2 separate regions of the Sus scrofa genome follow, and region 2 is linked to region 1. Evidence: chromatin contacts called from public Hi-C data. All regions are on one chromosome and are shown on one strand. The core of a region is the stretch at or near the end of the contact, and the rest is flanking DNA. Distances in the headings are between cores, read along the strand shown.

What was found. A called contact is a pair of places that touch in the nucleus more often than the background predicts.
Region 2: a contact with region 1 is called in a Hi-C map of fetal skeletal muscle, with 2.9 times the contacts expected there. The contact joins two enhancer-like sites. A contact is called at or near these places in 2 of 47 Hi-C or Micro-C datasets (fetal skeletal muscle and skeletal muscle) and 1 of 2 datasets of contacts at active chromatin or transcription factors (skeletal muscle).

Annotation. Positions count from the first base shown.
Region 1 is chr2:127,707,508-127,711,478 of Sscrofa11.1, forward strand. No RefSeq gene overlaps it. Among named protein-coding and RNA genes, the nearest start is that of ZNF608, 450 kb to the right of the region's middle. Within about 2 kb of position 1,779, at least 7 of the 83 cell types and tissues checked have an H3K27ac peak or open chromatin away from gene starts, as enhancers often do. A contact at or near this core is called in fetal skeletal muscle, where this site is marked.
Region 2 is chr2:128,143,331-128,147,301 of Sscrofa11.1, forward strand. The region is part of intron 2 of ZNF608 (zinc finger protein 608); the gene reads right to left. Among named protein-coding and RNA genes, the nearest start is that of ZNF608, 11 kb to the right of the region's middle. Within about 2 kb of position 1,986, at least 37 of the 83 cell types and tissues checked have an H3K27ac peak or open chromatin away from gene starts, as enhancers often do. A contact at or near this core is called in fetal skeletal muscle, where this site is marked.

The sequences.
Region 1 (3,971 bases), core at 529-3,028:
GCCATAAAAAAGAACAAAATAATGCCATTTGCAGTAGCATGGATGGAACTACAGACTCTCATAATAAGTGAAGTAAGTCAGAAAGAGAAAGACAAATACCATATGATATCACTTATATCTGGAATCTTATATACAGCACAAATGAAACTTCCCACAGAAAAGGAACTCATGGACTTGGAAAACAGACTTGTGATTGCCAGGGACAGGGGGCGGGGGGGATTGGGATGGACTGGGAGTCTGGGGTTAAAAGAGCCAATCTATTGCATTTGGAGTGGATAAGCAATGAGATTCTGCTGTATAGCACTGGGAACTGTATCTAGTCACTTATGATGGAACATGACGGAGGATAATGTGAGAAAAAGAACATATATATGTGTGATTGCGTCACTTTGCTGTACAGTAGAAATTGACAGAACACTGTAAATCAACTATAATGGAAAAAAATAAAAATCATTTTAAAAAATAAAATAAATAAAAAATAGATCACAGACCTAAATGTAAAATGCAAAATTATAACACCCTAGATGATACCATAGAAAATATAGATGTCAACACCATATAAGTATGGTGTTGACTTTTTTTTCCCCCCACTGTACAGCAAGGGGATCAAGTTATCCTTACATGTATACATTTTTTTTCCCCACCCTTTGTTCTGTTGCAATATGAGTATCTAGACATAGTTCTCAGTGCTACTCAGCAGGATCTCCTTGTAAATCTATTCTAAGTTGTGTCTGATAACCCCAAGCTCCCGATCCCTCCCACTCCCTCCCTCTCCCATCGGGCAGCCGCAAGTCTATTTTCCAAGTCCATGATTTTCTTTTCAAGGTGTTGACTTTTTAAATACAAGACCAAAGATATGAGACATGAAAGAAAGAATGAGCTTGATGTGACAGAAAATAAAAGTGTCTGCTCTGTGAAAGGCAATGTCAAGAGAAGAAGAAGACAAGCCACATAATGGAAGAAAGTATCTCAAAAGAAGTAGAAGAATGTAAGGTCATGAGAGGAATGGGAACATTTTATAGCGAATTTCATCACACACAAAACGTGCCCCACCCATTGCTGCTCCCAACGTTGCCTCCCGGGTGGTGGAATCTGGGTGGAATGGGATGGGGATGGGGTAGACTGGGTGATGTCTGTCCTTCAGAGATGCTATTGTCTCATGTAGGCAGTTATCACTAGCCTTTCTGGATTTCTTTTTTAACACTGAGTCCAAAAAGCCTATGGAGTCCTAACAAAACAGCATTGCATCCACTGTGGGCACTTGAGTAATGGTTGCTGATGTGGTTTTTCATTCCTTCCCCTTCATGTCTGCCTGGTCCTTCAGAGCTTGCTTTCATTTTTCTCCAGGAAAACCGGTTGTGAGGGATTGCTAAAACTCCTGCACACTCTCCTCCACACCATCTCCCTCAAAAACCCTCCAGTAGAAGCTCAGTTCCTATAAAAAGCAACCCAACCACCCTTGTCATTTCCATTTTTCATACATCTGCTTTTGGTGTGTGCAGTGTGCATGCTATGCCTCTGTGCAGTTTCATCTCATTTGCCCGCTGCCATAGGCTACGGTGTGGAACAAAGTTCACTTTCAAATTCAATCTCAAACAAAATGAAAAAGCAAGAAAATCATGAAAGGGAAAGCTGGCCACAGCCATTAATATGGATCTCACTGCCAGATTCTTCTAGTTTATCCAACAAATGGGAGGCAGAAGAATATGCTCCCTTGTGCAGCTGCTGAAACTCTGACCCAGGTTATAGGGAACTGTCAATCAGAGGACCAGCTCCTATGAACTGCCCGGGGTGAGCGCTGGCTGCCAGCTGCAGACAGACCACACACTATTGAATAACGACGCCCTGGATGGCACTGGACTCCTTCCTATGATAACAGTAGCAGTCCCTGGGGCCTTTCAACAATATAGTGGAAAGTATCCTAAATTTATTTCAGACACCGAGTTTAAGATTAAGGGAACTAGAGGAAGTGTCAGGGTTTCCAGAGGAAAAGTGTGCATCTTCTTTCAAAACAAAACAAAAACATGTTTTAAAACCCACACAAGATTTACTTCTCTGTTTGGAAGAAATCGGCCAGTTCAGGATTCTTTAAATAAATCGGCAGGTTGTGCTGAATTATAGAGGGGGCGGGAATTAGAGAAGCCTGTGTCCTCTTGTCTGGTTTACCCTGACTTGCTGGGTTAGCTTGGAAAATCAGTAATTCCTCAGCTGCAACCAAACTGGGATCAATCATACATACACACACCCCCACACCCCGTGTGCAAGGTTAAAGGTTTCAGGGAACACTGAAACTGTCCTGCAATTTTTTTTTTTTTTTTGCCCTGAGTGCAAATTTTATTTTATTTAAGATTTTTGGTTTTGTTCTATTATAGTTTTTCTCCTGCAATTTTATTCTGAGGGTTCCTAGAATAAAGACGGCGGGAATGCTTCATAGTGGACCCGGAAATTACTTGGCACTACTTCTACAAAATTAAGCAACATTATACCTTATGAGCTCAAAATATTCTGAATGCTTTCTAATTTTTTCCTCCTCGGTTTGAAATATGTGCTGATTATACTCAGCGACAGAGTGCTCTAGGCCCTTAAGAGTTTTAGTTTGCTATGTGAAGCCAGAAACTATTTCTTAGAGTCATGCTCTCTCTTACCTGGCTTGGTAAGAATTTTAATTGTGAGGGAGCAGGAGAGGAAACACTGAGTGGCTGGAGTTCAAGCTCTGAGTTTGTTGGGATGCACAGTGAGTGCCAGCGGGCTGCCTCTCTTCCAGGAATTATATGTGATTGATCCTCTTTAAATAAATCTGGCTAGCTAACAAATAGCTTTCCTTCGCCAGCGTTTCCTCAATATGGTCTCCAGACTCTTTATGGTTCAAAAAAAATTACCAAATAAAATTCATGAAAAGCCAACAAGAAACATATCTTACAAAATTTCTGTACGGAATTCAAACATTGTTCTTGCGCCAGAAACACACAGCTGTGGGCCTGACGTGGCAGAACCATCTGCTAGAAGCTCCACGCTGTAGCTGCTCAAAAGAGGCAGGGTTGGGGAGGTGCAGCCTTTGTTGGAAACACACAAACATCAGAGCTTTGGAGCTTCCCTTTCTTTCCCCTTCATCGCCGTCTGTCCCTTTGGATGGAATAGTCACAAGAATGTTACGTACACGAGACGGTGCAGACAATGTGGGCAAAATACAATTGCTTTAAGGAAATGGATGTTTGCATCTTCATACTTAAGCTTTTGATTGAGTTTGGGATCTTTACACCTACTGAAAAGATGCCTGCATTGGGAACATGAGCACTGAGATGAGTGTTTGTCAATGTGGTGAAGAGTTTTAAGTCATCCTTGACCAAGGGCAGGTATCCTAAGTGTCATTTCTATACATCTATTTCCTTTATGAACACAATCATAAACATAATAATATTTGATTTCAATATGTTTGAATTTTCCAGGGGGATCCCAACGATTTGTATTACCTCCAACATTTATTAATAAAACCAGAGAAGACCCATGTTTTGGCAGGAGTAGAACCCCCTCCCTTCCAACAGGTCTGTATTGCTTGCAGGATTCACACCCCAGGCTGCCTGGAGGATGCCTGTCTCAGTCACATCAAATAGGGAACACAGGCAGCTTTAAGAGTGTCCTTGGACAGGGGTGGGTTTCCATGGCCTCAGCGCCAAGGAGTTCTCACAGATAGAATGCTCTTTCTGCGTGAGGTGGGGGAATCTCGGGTGGTCTGTGGACCACTTTGAAGAATAATGCTTTTACATGCATAAAATGAAACACAGAACAATACAAAGGAAATCAACCACACTGACATATACTTATCAAGATGCCTCAACGAATGCACTTGTCAGGCAGTCATGTATGTGCTTATGTCTTAACCCGCTAAATAACAGAATTGGGCAGAGGGTCCAATACCCATCATGGTTTTGAGCTAAGTGATAAACATAAACATCTCCGCAGGAACTCTAATG
Region 2 (3,971 bases), core at 736-3,235, 440 kb after region 1:
CTAGAAAGGCCCACATTTTAAATTTTTATGGATTTCAATCTGGCTATTTCTTCTACTACCAGTCACAGACCAAGAAGCAAGCAAACAATACAAAAAGCGCTTCTACTCCTTTGGTGAGAATTTCAGCATGGCTAAAAGTTTTTAAAGAAAATAATTGAAATCATCTCTATCCTATATGCAATAAAGAATTTTAAGTAAGTCTTTAAATCGAGTGAAATAAGTGCCCACCTCCTAGTTACAGAGACTGAAAACAGCACATAAAAAAGGACATTATAAATCAATCAATATAGGGCTTTTATGATTACACGTGATGATGCTTGCCACGATGCCTGCCATAGGGGGGAAAAAAATCCATAGGAAAAAAATCGATCTATTTACATGTGAAGGTGTTATTTAAAAACTAATACAAAGTAATGTGATCAACATAACCACTTCACCATCAATAAAATTCTTCACACCTCTTTAAAGGCCATTACTACTGTTGATATCAATCTGCCAAGATGCTGAGGATTGAACACCACTATAAAACACATCAGTAAACTTGGCTATTTACATTCTCTAAGAGTACCACCTCTCTGCAATTACGACACCCAAGTCCCCACTGCCTCGTACTTAAATTCGCAGTCATGAAAAAATACTTTTTTAAACTTAAAGCTAAATTTGACTTTCTCCGCAACTAAGATGTCAACAACTCTAACATTTACATATAATGAGATGGACCAGTAACTCCGTTAAAAAAAAAAAAAAAAAAAAGTTCCCTCAAAGTAGAACCACCCCCAAAACCCAGAGTCCAGAGAATTCTCCTAACAGTGGATTATGTAGGAAAGGGGGCACTGGAGTCACAGGAAGCCATCGACTACACCTACTGCAGTCCAGAATTTCCAACAGCTTCCAGAAGGTGTGCTCAGGAGAGTGTGCTCAGGATGGAGACACAAACTTGTCGGGTAACAGTACCATAATTACATCTTTACCGCTGCCCTTGTTATTCGTTAAGTCAATTAATGACCTAATTTATTTTTTGAGTAGCAAATGAAAGAATTTAAAAGTGCGTCCCAAGTCCTTTGCGTTTTGACCAAATACACTTAAGCTATACGTGGCAGCGAATTTGAATTTGAGTCTCTTTGTGTTCCATTAAAACACTGCACCAGGAAGACCCTCTCCATTAAACTTGGGCAAACATCCTTATTTTAGAAATACTACGAAATTTATTTGTTTTTTTTTTTGTTTTTTGTCTGTCTTTTTGCTATTTCTTTGGGCCGCTCCCGCGGCATATGGAGGTTTCCAGACTAGGGGTCGAATCGGAGCTGCAGCCACCAGCCTACGCCAGAGCCACAGCAACGCGGGATCCGAGCCGTGTCTGCAGCCTACACCACAGCTCAGGGTAACGCCGGATCCTTAACCCACTGAGCAAGGGCAGGGACCGAACCCGCAACTCATGGTTCCTAGTCGGATTCGCAACCACTGCGCCACGACGGGAACTCCGAAATTTATTTGTATACCTTAAACATACATAATACATTTGGAGAAATCTTGAAAAGATGCAAAAGACTTAAGAGATGGGGAGGACACACCGTAGTTGTGTTTTTCTTTAAAAAAAAAAAAAAAAAACTGAGGGTATTATAAGGGAGGGGGAGGCAAATCCTGGAAGTCATTCCAAACAGTTGGAAACTCTTCCTCTTAAAGTAAATCCAAGGACTCAAAAAATAAATATTCAAGAGCATTAATTTGTTTCTAGATGTGTGCGTGCAAGTAAAACAGCAGTCATAACGTGGAAATTTCAGTCACATTTTGCAACTAATTGGAAGCAGATTAGAATTCCGCCTCAGGGGAACGTTGTCAAACTAGAAGCCGGAGCAAATGAAGAAAGAGGTGAAGGCGTCGTGAAGAGCTGACAGATTTACAGCGCTCAGGGCTATAAACGGGTCCGGGGAGGGAAGGAGGGCGCGCCCCGGCGGCGCGCGCCCCCGCCTCGGGCCCCCACCATCGGGAGCGCGCCGCCGGGCCACGCCCCCGGGGGCCCAGGGCCCTCCATCTGCTCCCCTGCCGCAAACAATAACCTGGGCCTTCCCAAGAAATCCGTGGTCCTGATAAGATAGAAAACCTGCTGGCTGATAAACCCCGAGCAGGCAAACGTCAGAGGGAAAGAAGGTTTCTTTCTTTTTTTTTCAGGTGGGGGAGGGGAGCAAAAAGGCAAGCAGATTGCGGAGGATAATGCAGCAATGGAGTAATGGAAACAGCTGCTCGCTTTCTACTTCAGTGTCTGGCATCTGCTGCGGCATCATGGGAAAGGCTGGTGAAGGATTTGGGCAAGGAATGTAAATGGAGACAATTGGCCAAATGGAGTTTGATGCGGAAAGGCTCAATTGCTCTGTTCTAAAATCATGTTGTTCCCTTTGGGGAGCAGAAGCCAACAATATTACTGAACTCAAATTCCACCTTCAAAGCAGTTGAAAGGTTTGGGAATGTGAACTGCTTTGCAATCAGTTAGTTCAGATGTGAGACAATATAAAGGGAGAAAGCCTCGTTGTTGGAACAGCCTCCATTTGTCCAAGTGTTCGGCTCATCTTCCACAGATCTTTGTGGAAAAGTTAAATCGAGAGTCCTTTTTTTTTTTTCCTATGGAATTCATTTACTCTGAGAAAAAAATGTTTCTTAAATCACCACTGCTTACTTCTGAACTGGCTCAAGGGACAATTTCTATTTGTTGTGCCTATTTTCCCCTTGGCTGCAAAGATTTGGTTCTAATTTCATTTCCATCACAAAAGAGCTGGCAAAGAACTAAAAGGCAGAAACACATAACTGAAGTGCTGCTGTGCTAGTCATAAGCCTATAATAAAGCACAGATTTGATAGCATTATCCATGTACTGTGGTGAACCACACACAAATAAACAGTTCTCCATGAAGAATGAAAACCCGAGGCTTCAACCCTTCCAATTCAAACATTATTGTTGCTTTTAACATGAGCCATCCATAAATCAGCCAAGGAGGTGACAGGAAATCCAAAAGTAATCTGGTCTGGCTATGCACACTTTGTTAAAAAAAAAGTTAAAAGAGATGCTTTCCAGCTCATCCTGATGATGTTCTATGTGAAAAATGGGTAAAACTGTAAAACTCAGGCACAGAAACAAATGGTACTTTTATGTCAAGTAAATTCCAACATGTGGTGCGTGTAGCAACCAAAAAAAAAAAAAAAAAGGACGGCCCTCAAGGATGGGGAAAGCTTGCTAACCTAACAAGGAACAACTTAGAGAGGACCTTTGAACCTTCAGTGACTAATTCGAAAAGACAAAAAGAAGGACCTAAAGCTGCCAGGGAACCAGATGTGCTTTCCTGAGAAACCAAACCAGGAGTTTTCTTTAATCAAAAGGACGAACAGGGACTTCTAGGAGTTTATGAAAGTGTGACCAATTGGAACTTTGTCGTCTGTTGCTAATTGAAGCATATAAAAGAGTCCATTTCTTAAAACATACTACCAACACTTTTTTTTTTTTTAATTCACTGCCACATGACAAAAACCAGAATCAAGTTGACTAGTAGAAGATCAGTGCAACCAAAGACCGAGCTATTATTTCAAACTGTCAGGGGAAAGGCAGTAAAATTGCTACCAGGTCTCCTTAAGTTACCCTTCAATAAAAAGAAGCCATCAGGGAAATAAGAGGAAAAGAAAACACATCAAAACCTTAAAAGTCCCTTTAAGTAAAATTATACGTCTATGGCTCCATGCCATCTGCTCTGTGGTTAACATAATAAGCCAATTCCACAACCTAAATATCTGCTTTCTAAAATCTTTAAGGACAACGTGAAATATAATCAATATAGTTTTAAACTCTAAAAACTTCATTCACATGGCATGATTGGAATATGCCTAGATGTCCCTGTGGGCACATTTCTCTTAAGGTGCTAGTTGAGAATGAGGATTCTTAGGAGTTGCAAAAAGCTCAGTAGTTGTGCTAGAAGAGTCACAATGAAT